Regions from separate parts of the Mus musculus genome. Here regions 2 and 3 are each linked to region 1. The links are chromatin contacts, called in public Hi-C and promoter capture Hi-C maps. All regions are on one chromosome and are shown on one strand. The core of a region is the stretch at or near the end of the contact, and the rest is flanking DNA. Distances in the headings are between cores, read along the strand shown. Region 1 overlaps Dnmbp (dynamin binding protein). Region 2 holds the start of Abcc2 (ATP-binding cassette, sub-family C (CFTR/MRP), member 2). Region 3 overlaps Abcc2 (ATP-binding cassette, sub-family C (CFTR/MRP), member 2).

Region 1 (3,881 bases), core at 462-2,961:
CTATGTGCATGTGCATATGTGTGTGTGCCTCGGTATATGTGTGTATGCACATGTATATGTTGTGTGCCTGTGTACATGTGCATATATGTGTGTGCCTGGGTGCATGTGTGTATGTACATGTATAAGTTGTATACCTGTGTGCATGTGTATATGTTGTGTGCCTGTGTGCACATGTATATGTTGTATGCCTGTGTGCATGTGCATATGTGTGTATGCCTGTGTGCATGTGTATATATGTGTGTGCCTGGGTACATGTGTGTATGTGTGCAATTGAGTGAACATGAACATGCATGTACAAGCTATGGTGCTAGAAGTCAAAAAAGAAGTCGAGTTTGACTTTCACTATCCTTCAATGTAAGCAAGCAGTTATTATTATTTTTACCACACATAAAGCAATAATCCAGTTGGATATGGTGAGGAATGGCTCTAATTCCAGCACTTGGCAGGCAGATTGGAGTTCAAAGTCATCCTGGCTAAACAGCAAGTTCAAAGCCAGTGTGAGCTCCATGAGACTCTGGGTGCTGGAATAACTTGGCTATGATCGCATACACTGCTACATGAAGCCAGGTCTGCTTGACATCATGCACCGGATAAAACCAGTCACACCTAACATGGACATTTTACCACATTACCATTCTCCCATGGTGCAGTTCAGCAACGAATGCTCTCCTGCCTACACTGCCACACCCTCATCTCCAGTCTTGACTTACATGACCTCCCCACACAAGGCAGCTGCTCCCCCTGACCCCCCAGTACACCGCCATCCAGATCCCCACAGGAGCACACAGGACTGCTGTGCTAACCGAGTCAGCAATCTCTAAAGTTGAGACAGCGATTTGCTCACCAAACCGGTAACACTATTTACCAGGACAACTTTATGCAAAACAACGGCAACATCTATAGAGAACTCACCAGACAACGAAGCTGTTTTTATTTTTATTTTTGAGGCAGGGTCTCGCTATGTAGACCAGGCTAGTCTGAAATCTTTCCGCCTCTGTCTCTTGAGTCCTGGGATTAAAGGAATTTGCCACTACATCTGGCTATTTGCCTGCCTGCCAGCCTGCCTCTCCTCTCCTCTCCTCTCCTCTCCTCTCCTCTCCTCTCCTCTCCTCTCCTCTCCTCTCCTCTCCTCTCCTCTCTTCTCTTCTCTTCTCTTCTCTTCTCTTCTCTTTTCTCTCTCTCTCTCTCTCTCTCTCTCTCTCTCTCTCTCTCTGATTTACTTTATTTTTAAGATCCTGTATACCCGTGTGTCTCTGTTGAGCATGTGTCCTTGAGTGTAGACACCCATGCTCTCCAGCCATCATGTAGCTGCTAAAAACAGACCTTGGATCCCCTTCCAGAGCAACCCGTGTTAACTGCTAAGACATCTCCACGGCCCCAGCGGTTACTTTCTTATGTGTGAAATGAGGACATTGATGGTCTCTCTGCTTCTAAGTCTAAAATCCAATGATCTTGCTTATTTCTAATCCAACTAAAAACAAAGGTTAATTTCCTTTTCAGAAAGACACACACCTTTTATCCCAGCACTGGGGAGTTTGTGGCAGCCTGGTCTACACAGCAAGTTTTAGGCCAGCCAGGGATACATAGGGAGACTCAGAGTTAAGAACAAAGCAAAACAATAAAAAGATTAATCACTCTAGTTGGGCACTGTGCTATCCCGCTGTACTAACTGCAGCAGGTGATGCTGGGAGGAGGGTGGATCCTGAAACTTGAGACCTGCTAGAGCTACGTGTGAGATACTATTTAAAAATGGGGAGAGGCGGGGGCTAGCTCAGCAGGGAAAGGCGGCTGCCAACCAATCTGTTAACTGAATTCAACCCGGCAAGGCTGAAGTCGAGAACTGACTCGGGAAAGTTGTCCCCTGACCTCCACCCACATGCCAGGGCACACATACATGAACATAATTTTTAAATTTCAGAAGAGGGGGTGGGAGGCTGGTAAGCTAGCTTAGGTGCTTGCTGCCAAGCCCGATAACCTGGGCTCAGTCTCCCAAACCCACAAAGGTAGAAAGAGAAAACAACGTCGGCAATTTGTCCTTGACCTCTGGCCTCTACACACACACACACACACACACACACACACACACAGAGAGAGAGAGAGAGAGAGAGAGAGGAGAGAGAGAGAGAGAGAGAGAGAGAGAGAGAGAGAGAGAGAGAGAGAGAGAGAGAGAGACAGCACCAGCAGTGTGGTTCCGACTTATTCAACACAGCTGCCTGTAGTAGGTTGGGCTGGACAGGGCACCCTCAGGGAGTCCATAATCTCTGAAGTACCTGGGTCTTACTGAAATTTCCCACCCTTTGCCTGACCCTGAACATGAGGAAATAAAGTGTGTGCAAAGTCACCCTACAAACTGCGAAGAACTGTGACTCACCGATCAATCATAATCAAATAAACAATCCTAAGTTCCATGAACCCATCAGCCCTGGAAGGAAGAACTCGCTACTCTTCTGAACGGACAGACTGTTCATAGGCTCAGACTATGTTTGCTGCTTTGTACCAGGATAAAACCCGGTTGACTTAGCCGAGGTCATTTGTTCTGAGCCAACACCCTGGGGCAGATGCCACGTGGGTGAAGGGTACTTACTCTCTTCCTGTGCACCGACGAGAAAAAGGGAAAGATTATTACTGTCTTAAATTCTTTTACTCCTTGGTGGGGATGATACCAGGATTGAATGAAGGGCCTTGAAGCACCTAAGGAAACATTCTTCCCCTGGGGGACACCCTGGCTCTACACAAACGTTCATCATCTTAAACCAAAAAAAAGGGGGGGGGGCTGGAGAGATGGCTCAGTGGTTAAAAGCACCGATTGCTCTTCCGAAGGTCCTGAGTTCAAATCCCAGCAACCACATGATGGCTCGCAACCATCCGTAATGAGATCTGACGCCCTCTTCTGGTGTATCTAAAAGACAGCTACAGTGTACTTAGATATAATAATAAATAAATCTTTTTTTTTTAAAAGCAAAAATATTTTTTAAAAAGTACAAATTAGTTTGACTTATTTATTTATTTATTCATTATTTATTTATTTATTTATTTATTTATTTATTTTTGAGACAGAGTCTCACTCTGTAGCCCTAGCTGGCCTGGAATTCAGAGATCTCACTGGTTCTGCCCCCCAAGTATTGAGATTATCCGTGTGTGTCAGCAAAACTGGCCCAGGTTTGGATATTTATTCTATTCTACTACTTGGAGAAAGAAATATTATACCAGAGACATTTCAAGCAGTTTTTAGAATGATATTTTTTTTATATAGACAAAACCTGCCTTATATATTTTGACTATCTCTAGAATAGTATAGATTGCTTTGCCGTCTCTTATCAGCAATCTTCTGATTGTTAATCTATTGGCTTTCTTCAGTGTGTCTTAGGTCCCACCCAATGTTTTTTTTTGAAAATAGGACTTTCCTTAAAAACATACTCTGATCTCATTTACAAGTCTTCATTAAAAATCACTCTGAGGCCGGGTGCGGCAGCACACATGCCTGCTGTGGTAGCTCTCAGGGAGGCTAAAGCAGGACAGTCAAAAGTTCAGGGCCAGGGGCTGGGGAGATAGTTCAGTGGGTTAGAGGGCTTGCTGTACAAACAGAAGAACCTAGGGTTGAGTCCCCAACACCCACATCAAACAAACAAATGAGCCTGGCATAGTCACGTGGGCCTGGAACCCCAGGACTGCAGGGTTGTGAATATGTGTGATCGGGAGTTGGGGGCCAGTAGGCTGAAGCAGGAAGCTTGCTGGCACTTGCTAGTCAGCTGACCTAGCCAAACAACAGTGAGCTCTAGGCTCAGTGAGAAACCGACTCAAACAGAGAAAGCAGAAAGTGACACAGCCACCCAACATCCTCCGATCTTGACATACATGTGCCTGGGCACACATGAGTATAC
Region 2 (3,881 bases), core at 393-2,892, 110 kb before region 1:
ATTGCTCTCGCCTCAATGGAACCATCAGTTATGAAAGTATCTACTGAGTTTAAATGCCTCTGGGGAGTACCACTGGTTTTTTTCTGGCTTAGGACTGTGACAAATGTAGCAAATCCCTCAGTTTAGAAAAATAAATATGTTTCTATTTTTTTATGTTATATTTCGCTAGCAGAAAGTGAAAATGTGATGCGCTGAATATCTTCAGATCTCCTTTTAATTAGAACATCCTGAGTGAAGACATGCCTGCTGACATGGCAAACATCACAGACTGAAGGATTATGTTTTTTTGCAACTGGTTTTGCAATCAACACAAACACAAGTTTAATTCTGAAGCTGAATAGCAAAACTCATTTATAATGTCTTATTTGAATAAACAAGAATATAAGTCAGGTGTGGTGGTGCTCAGAAGACACAGGCAGGCAGATCTCCGTGAGTTCCAGCCCAGCCTGACCTACAAAATGAGTTCCAGGGTTCCACATTGAGATTGTGTCCCCAAAAGAAAACAAAACAAAACCAAAAAAAAAAAAAAAACCCAAGATAAGTAAAGAATATATGAATTGTTTCTATTACCAACAAAACAGCATGTCTTAACTGGAGGGAGAGAGGCTATGCGCAATTGGCATAAAATTTCAGTTTTGCAAGATAAAAAGTTCTAGAAATTGGTTAACAATATAAGTCCACTTAGCACTGCTGAATTATATACTTAGAACTCATCAAGATGATATATTTTATGTTATGCACCTTTAAATGCTACTACACAAATAATACTTGATAATTATGGAAAAACAAAGATACAATAGAAAATAAAAAGAGCCAGGCGGTGGTGGCACACGCCTTTCCCAGCACTCGGGAGGCAGAGGCAGGCAGATTTCTGAGTTCGAGGCCAGCCTGGTCTACAGAGTGAGTTCCAGGACAGCCAGGGCTATACAGAGAAACCCTGTCTTGAAAAAAACAAACAAACAAACAAACAAACAAACAAAAAGCAACAACCAAAAAAAAAAACCCTACCTAATCCTGCCAATAAGACTAACATTTTATTGCTCAAATTATGTTCATTGATCCACAATGCTTTCGCTCTTTGATATAACTTGACTTTTTCAAACAAAGTTTATATTACTTTAAACCGTGTTTTATGTTTATCATAAGTTCTTAATCAAAAAACTCAGAGGAGCCAGGCATGGTGATGCATGCCTTTAATCCCAGGACTTGGGTGGATATCTGTGAGTTTGAGGCCACCATGGTCTATAGAGTGAGATCCAGGACAGCGAGTGCCACACAGAGAAACCTGGTCTCAAACCAGACAAAACAACAATCAGAGGTATGGGTATTTAACATCTCTGTGAACTCTTAACCGAGTTCAAACTGAAGTAAAACCCCACATGCAGGGATGCATAGGTTGTGTACTGGACTTCCGACCTGCCAACTGCATTAATGTCTCTGATTGGTTCTTTCTAGATTTGGTCACACTACAGGGGCAGGGCTTTGGAGAAGTGATAAGCCTCCCAGTATCTGGTGATTCCCAGTCACATGTCTGCTCACTGGGATGACATAGCATTCATCTAGCAAAGTTAACTATTAAGTTGTCAGGATGAAAGGTCAGGAGACTTGCCTTTAATTGGGCAGTGAGGATGGGAAAAGCACATTGCTCCTTAACATCTGCTTCCCTTGAGGCAGATGGTAAAGAAGAAACAAGACAATCATAGAAAGTCATCGTAACAGAAGTGCCCTGGAAATCACGATGGACGAATTCTGCAACTCTACTTTTTGGGTGAGAAATTACATTGATTCTCATGGTTTCCTCTTCTCAAACTCAGGCAAGCATGGCTATCGGTATGAACCGGTAAATTTAGAGGTTTATTTGGCCTAAAGTTCTGTTTTTTAAGAAAAAGAAATTTTAATTTAGCCACATGATTATAACACGTGGGAAAGGCATTCCTTTTTTTTTTTTTTTTTCTTTAGCATTTTCTTAGTGCACTGCAGATGATTTTCTCGGACTAGCTGCAGAAGAGCCTCTTATCAGAGAAATAAAGAAAAATGCACTTTCTTCAGTCCTAGGAAGGGAATTGTTGTAGGGTAGGAGGAAAAGAGAAGGCAAATGTCTGAGCTTTTGGGTGATGTACTGATGTAATTAGTGAAATTCCATAATGTTGAGAGGAGCAGGGAAGACATTAGATAGTCCTTAATGTGTTAGGAAGAACTTAAGCCCCCAAGCCTTCATGGCCAAGACATGAAAACTATTAAAAGGTAGCTAATCATCTCTTGAGAATCCCCTTTGAAGGTCAGGTATGGTGGGCATGATGGCACACACCTTTAATCCCAACACTTGGGAGACAGAAGCAGACAGGTCCCTGTGTGTTTAAGACCAACTTGGTCTACCAGGCAAATTCTAGGACAACCAAGGCTGTTACACACACAGAGAGAGAGAGAGAGAGAGAGAGAGAGAGAGAGAGAGAGAGAAGAGAGAAGAGAGAGAGAGAGAGGAGAGAGAAGAAGAAGAAGAAGAAGAAGAAGAAGAAGAAGAAGAAGAAGAAGAAGAAGAAGAAGAAGAAGAAGAAGAAACAGAGACAAACAGAGACAAACAGAGACAGAGAGGGAGACAGACACAGAGAGAGACAGACAGACAGAGACACAGAGACAGAAACAGAGAGGGACAGAGACAAAGAGACAAACAGAGAGGGAGAGAGAGACAGACAGAGACACAGAGAGACAAAGAGAGAGACAGAGACATACAGAGATAGAGACAGAGAGATACAGACAGAGAGACACACACAGAGAGAAAATTTCTTTTTAGAATTCTACAAATCATCTTGTCTGATACTTTGACCTTTCCTTTAGAGCACCAGTACCCACAGATCTGTTTAAAAGTATCTATGGAAAAAGAAAATCTACCTTTGTCTGATCCTGATACAGGAACTGCTACGTCCACACAACTCCGTCTCCAAGGACTCTTTATTACATGAAACTCTTGTTTAAAACATGTTTTTTGCCCAACAGTGCATTGTTATCTTGACACTGAAATGTACCAGGTCCTCTTGCTTTTGATATGAGCCTTCTCAGCCATAGTAGGCTAAAGTCATAGCATGTCTAACCATTCTGTCTGGTGTCTGCAGGTTAGAATATCTACCAGTGTGTTCAAATAGTGCTAGAAACCACGTAGCGTGCTCTTAGACCTGGGAAACTACTTTCCCCTTTGGAGAGAGGAATACTCTTTCTTCTTTCCATAATTTGGAAAATATTTTAGTAATTTTTATGCAGACTAGTCAGTGTAGACATTCACTTAAAATCACATGAAGATACGTTTTGAGAGGAGGAAAGCCACTACATGTCATTAAATGGTGACTGTGTTTTAGTGTATTAATGATGAGCCTGGAAATACACATAGTTATAAAGTAAAGCTTGTTATTGTTATAAATGTGGAGTTGAATTCAAGTTGATTGAAAGCATTTGGAGAATGTTGGGAGAATGGGATGTCTTTTAAAAGTATGTACCCACCAGTCTTTCCCTTTTGGTCCTCCAGAATCTCTCATTATTGAAAAGTCCGGAAGCCGACCTGCCTCTTTGTTTTGAACAAACTGTTCTTGTGTGGATTCCCTTGGGCTTTCTTTGGCTCTTGGCGCCTTGGCAACTTTACAGAATATACAGATCCAGGACCAAGAGATTTGCTATAACTAAATTCTACCTTGCCAAGCAGGTACAGTAACTCCACTGTTTTCAAACTCTAAGTCCTTGGTGTAGTGGTGGGCCATTTTCTTTGGGGTTAGTGTCCTTGTCTTAGTCTCTAACCAGTTTGCCAGTTAGTTAATCCTGCTTCAAGTAGGGCCATGCTATGGTCCTGCCTATGTCTCACCGGCCAGATTTCTTAGCCAAAGTAGCTTTGGTTT
Region 3 (3,881 bases), core at 828-3,327, 81 kb before region 1:
GATTACCAGTTTACTGTATCTCATGTCTAGCATCAGCTGGTGAGTGTTAAAAGTCCGACTGGGTTTCCGGAAACATGGTTAGATCTTAGTGAAATCCTAAGCTCTCTGAGCCCCAGTTTATTTGTCTCTCTGGCTAAAAGGCAGATCTTCATCCTGACCTCATTCACTTCACAGGAGATGATCTTACAGAGACATTCAGTGAGACCATTAATATTACACCTGCCACCTGCTCAGAGCCACTTTCCTAGACTAGTTTATCACCTGTTTATCTAAAGAGAAGGAGATATTGACATAGCGTTGAGTAAATATGGCGCAAGAAGAGAAAGGACTCTGGCTTTGAATGAATCTATGTGGTAATAAGTTTGAGAGCCTCAGGCTGAGTTCATAAAGCTTGCATGAGCCTGAAGCACTGTCTTATATTCTGAAGCCTTACCATAGTCACTGAGTACCTAGTTACCAGGGACTAGACCTCAAGAGGAAGCCCGACGTACAGATGGGACACTGGTGACAAGAGCAGAACACTGGGCTTTGGTGCCGGCTCGCATTCATTTGGATGCTTCATCGAGACATAGACTCCATCGAATAGGGCCAAGACTGAGGTTCCAGTACCAGAAGGAGGTATAAGTTAGGGCTCTGTCACAGAAGAAGGTGGTAGAACGTTTCTGGAAATAAGTCCAAAGTTTAAAGAGAAATTGCAAGAGAGTTAAATTACCTGAGTCTCTGAAAGCTGATATACTGTCTTTATATACTCTGTCTAAGGTGTGGGATTGCTTGCAGGGCTAAGGTACAGTTGAGTCTGTGGTAGTGGTCAGGAGGTTCCAATTGTGGCAAAGTCATGGCTAATGACAAAGTCAAAAATCCTTTCTTCCCCTTAGTTTTATTTCCATAAGGGCAACTCTTTATTAAGTGATGTTTTATTTATTTGAATTTTTCATATAATAGAACTTGAGTATATTTTCCCCTCCCCCAACTCCTTCCAGATTCTCTCCCATCTCCCTTCCCACCCAGTTTCATGAAAAACCAAATCAAACCAAAGCAACTACACAAAACATGGAGTCCGATTTGTGTTGGCTATGTTACCAAATTTTCTTATTCCTCACTGTTTTCTGTGACCTTCTCTAGGCCAGCGTCTCTGTAGACCGGCTGGAGCAGTACCTGGGAAGCGATGATCTGGACTTGTCTGCCATTCGCCATGTCTGCCATTTTGGTAAACAAATTTGGAAGTTATTTCCACAAATTATTCACAGTGCTAGAAGCAGACTACTTATAGGCAGGGCTTAAGCACAGCAACCAATGAAAAGGAAGAGCTAGGAGATCCATTCTGAATTGATTTGTCTTGTATAATAAACAGTACAAACTATGTTCTCACTTAAAGATAAGTACTTAGCCAGATTTCTAAGCAAAACAGCTATTTGGAGATAAGCAGGGAGTCCTGCAAGGGACCCAGGAAACAGAACTCAGACTAGAGCCAAGTGTGGGGATGGGGAAGGTAACTTGGGATAACAGAACATGAGGGTTCTGAATTGTAAGGCATCCATTGCCAGAGCAGTGGCCCTGGAGTCCAAAACACGGAGGGCTCAAATAAGGATATAGAACTCACGTGGAAGATTAGGTAACAGAGGGCTGGGGGAAGGGTGGGGGTGGAGATGTGGGGGTATTGGGGCTGGGGTTGGGATGGCCAGGGCATCTAGAGGTCCAAAGAATTTGAGTTTCCAAGTTTAGGTTCATTGCCTCCTGCTAGTATAATAAGCTCAGCACCTAACAGAGGTGATTGCGGGGGCTGATAGATGAATCAGAGACACATGGGCTAAGGAAAGACGGACAGTCACTCCAGTACCGGCATGTCACTAAAAGAGAAGGCTTTTCCCCTCCTCTCAATAGATAAAGCTGTGCAGTTCTCAGAAGCCTCTTTTACTTGGGACCGGGACTTGGAAGCCACAATCCAAGAGTGAGTTCGATCCCCTTGCTTTCCAGCTCTTCCTCAGGATCCTACCCTGTTCTCAGAAGACTCTATTCAGTGGAACACCAGAAAAGACTGTATGTTGTACTCACCTGGATACTAGTTTAGGCTCTGCCCTGGAGGGGTGAGCCGAGAGTAAAGGTCCCTCGCCTTTCCCCATGACTCTGTCTTCTATCGGCTTTCGTACACGTGTCTTCAGTTAAAAAAAAAAAAAAATCCATGAAGACCTTTGTTCCTCCAGATACTAGGTGGAGAAAGTGCACGCACTTCGTGAACTTTAGAATCTGGCTTTTCTCCCCAGTCTAGGCAATGGGAACCATTGCTGTAGATGTCAGACGTGGGTGTGGCTGTACACACCTGCCGTCTCTGAAGCCAGGAGGCTCATGCAAAGGGATCCTTACTTTGAGTCCCGTCTGGGCTAAGCTACTGTAGACTACTCCTGTTCACTACTATAACCAACTCATTCTTGCGTGCTGTTGTATATAGAGAACCAGTTAAGCCCACCCCATTTTGGACTCCAGAACCACCATTCACTCCAGCTATGGGTGCCTTCCAATTCAGAAACTGTGTGTTGTTTCGTCCCAAGTAACGAACTCCATGACTTCCTACCCTCTCTCCTATTCCTGTAGCCTTCGAGTGCACTCTAGGGTCAGCACCAGGGTCAGTCAGAGCAAAAGGCACTGCTCTAGCCCTCCCAGCCAAAAGCTTTCCTTTGTAGAGAGGAAACCAGACACAGTTCCCACTTCACTGCTGCCGTCCAGAGCAGGTTGGGAAAGACTATGTGACAGCTTTCCGATGTTCCAAGTGCATTCTGAACTCAAATAGTTAAGCAGGCACAAAGAGTCCCTGGGATTCTAACTCAGTGTCCCCAGCCACACCTGTCCCCAGCCACAGAGGTCTGATCTTCAGGGTTAGGGTTAGGGAAGGGAATTTGCTTTCAGCAAGATCATAGAACAAATACATTTGAGAAGCATTAAATAACGAGTTTAGTGTAGAAGCAAAAATCCAACTTTGCTACTTTAAAAGCAAAACCTTGGTCCAAAGAAAGTGACCTGTCAGAACTGCCCGACCCCACAGTATCGGAGTCGAGACCTGAACCAAATCAGGTGTCGAGGCTCCTGAGAGGATGCCGTTCAAATGTTCAAATGAGAACTTTTCCCCTCTAGGGAAACATGTACAGTTGCAATTGCCCCTTGAGTAGGAACTTCTTTGATGAGTCTGATAAAAGGAACGCATCCTTCAGTGTCTTGGAACTTAGCAATAATAAAGATGCACTTGAGGGTCTCATACACTCACGGCGAAGTCTCTAGTCTTGATGGGAAAGTTATCTAAAATGAGATTTCATAAAGAGTCAGAGAAATGCCTTGAACGACTGCCCCCCACCCACCCACATCCTTCAAAAACATTTCTCTCTTTCAGTGTGAACCTGGACATAAAACCAGGCCAACTGGTGGCTGTGGTGGGCACTGTAGGCTCTGGGAAGTCCTCTTTGATATCAGCCATGCTGGGAGAAATGGAGAATGTCCATGGGCATATCACCATCAAGGTGAGTGGAAGTGTAATGGAGAAAACTCGCGACCCCAAACGCAGGCCTTAGTGCGGTTTCCTTATTTGGCTCTTAGAGACATCTGATTCGACTGTGAACTGTAGATGTTCTGCCTCACTCCAGTCTTATACAATCAGACTCTGGGGAAAGAACCTAAGGCTCTGAAGTTTTAATGAGCTGTCAAGGTGATTCGTACACGCATACCAGGTTATTTAAACCGTTGACTAGAGATGGCTTCCTTCACAGTATAGGCATTTCTGTTGTAGATGTGTGTGTGTCTGAAAACCTCACATCTACAAAATTATGCAATAAAAGTAAAAGGACCAGGGGCTGGAGAGATGGCTCGGCAGCTAAGAACACTGACTGCTCTTTCAG

What was found. A called contact is a pair of places that touch in the nucleus more often than the background predicts. Capture Hi-C pulls out chosen DNA fragments and counts their contacts.
Region 2: a Hi-C map of liver shows a contact between it and region 1, with 2.1 times the contacts expected there. The contact joins the promoter of Abcc2 here to the enhancer-like site in region 1. A contact is called at or near these places in 1 of 484 Hi-C or Micro-C datasets (liver), 4 of 115 datasets of contacts at active chromatin or transcription factors (bone marrow-derived macrophages, embryonic stem cells, extraembryonic endoderm stem cells and 1 more) and 3 of 9 other capture datasets (adipose tissue, liver and pancreatic islet).
Region 3: a contact with region 1 is called in a promoter capture Hi-C map of liver. The contact joins two enhancer-like sites. A contact is called at or near these places in 1 of 15 datasets of contacts at CTCF or cohesin (the NIH/3T3 cell line), 2 of 484 Hi-C or Micro-C datasets (embryonic stem cells and liver), 3 of 115 datasets of contacts at active chromatin or transcription factors (embryonic stem cells and intestinal villus epithelium) and 3 of 9 other capture datasets (adipose tissue, liver and pancreatic islet).

What each region holds. Positions count from the first base shown.
Region 1 is chr19:43,892,555-43,896,435 of GRCm38.p6, forward strand. The region is part of intron 4 of Dnmbp (dynamin binding protein); the gene reads right to left. Among named protein-coding and RNA genes, the nearest start is that of Gm50217, 26 kb to the right of the region's middle. Within about 2 kb of position 1,712, at least 63 of the 459 cell types and tissues checked have an H3K27ac peak or open chromatin away from gene starts, as enhancers often do. A contact at or near this core is called in embryonic stem cells, intestinal villus epithelium, liver and 2 more, where this site is marked.
Region 2 is chr19:43,780,666-43,784,546 of GRCm38.p6, forward strand. Abcc2 (ATP-binding cassette, sub-family C (CFTR/MRP), member 2) reads left to right here and starts at 1,643. Exons shown (of 32, transcript NM_013806.2): 1 at 1,643-1,768; 2 at 3,518-3,691. The coding sequence starts at 1,739.
Region 3 is chr19:43,811,309-43,815,189 of GRCm38.p6, forward strand. It overlaps Abcc2 (ATP-binding cassette, sub-family C (CFTR/MRP), member 2), which reads left to right. Exons shown (of 32, transcript NM_013806.2): 14 at 1,123-1,207; 15 at 1,882-1,948; 16 at 3,380-3,506. Among named protein-coding and RNA genes, the nearest start is that of Gm10768, 26 kb to the right of the region's middle. Within about 2 kb of position 2,078, at least 13 of the 459 cell types and tissues checked have an H3K27ac peak or open chromatin away from gene starts, as enhancers often do. A contact at or near this core is called in intestinal villus epithelium and liver, where this site is marked.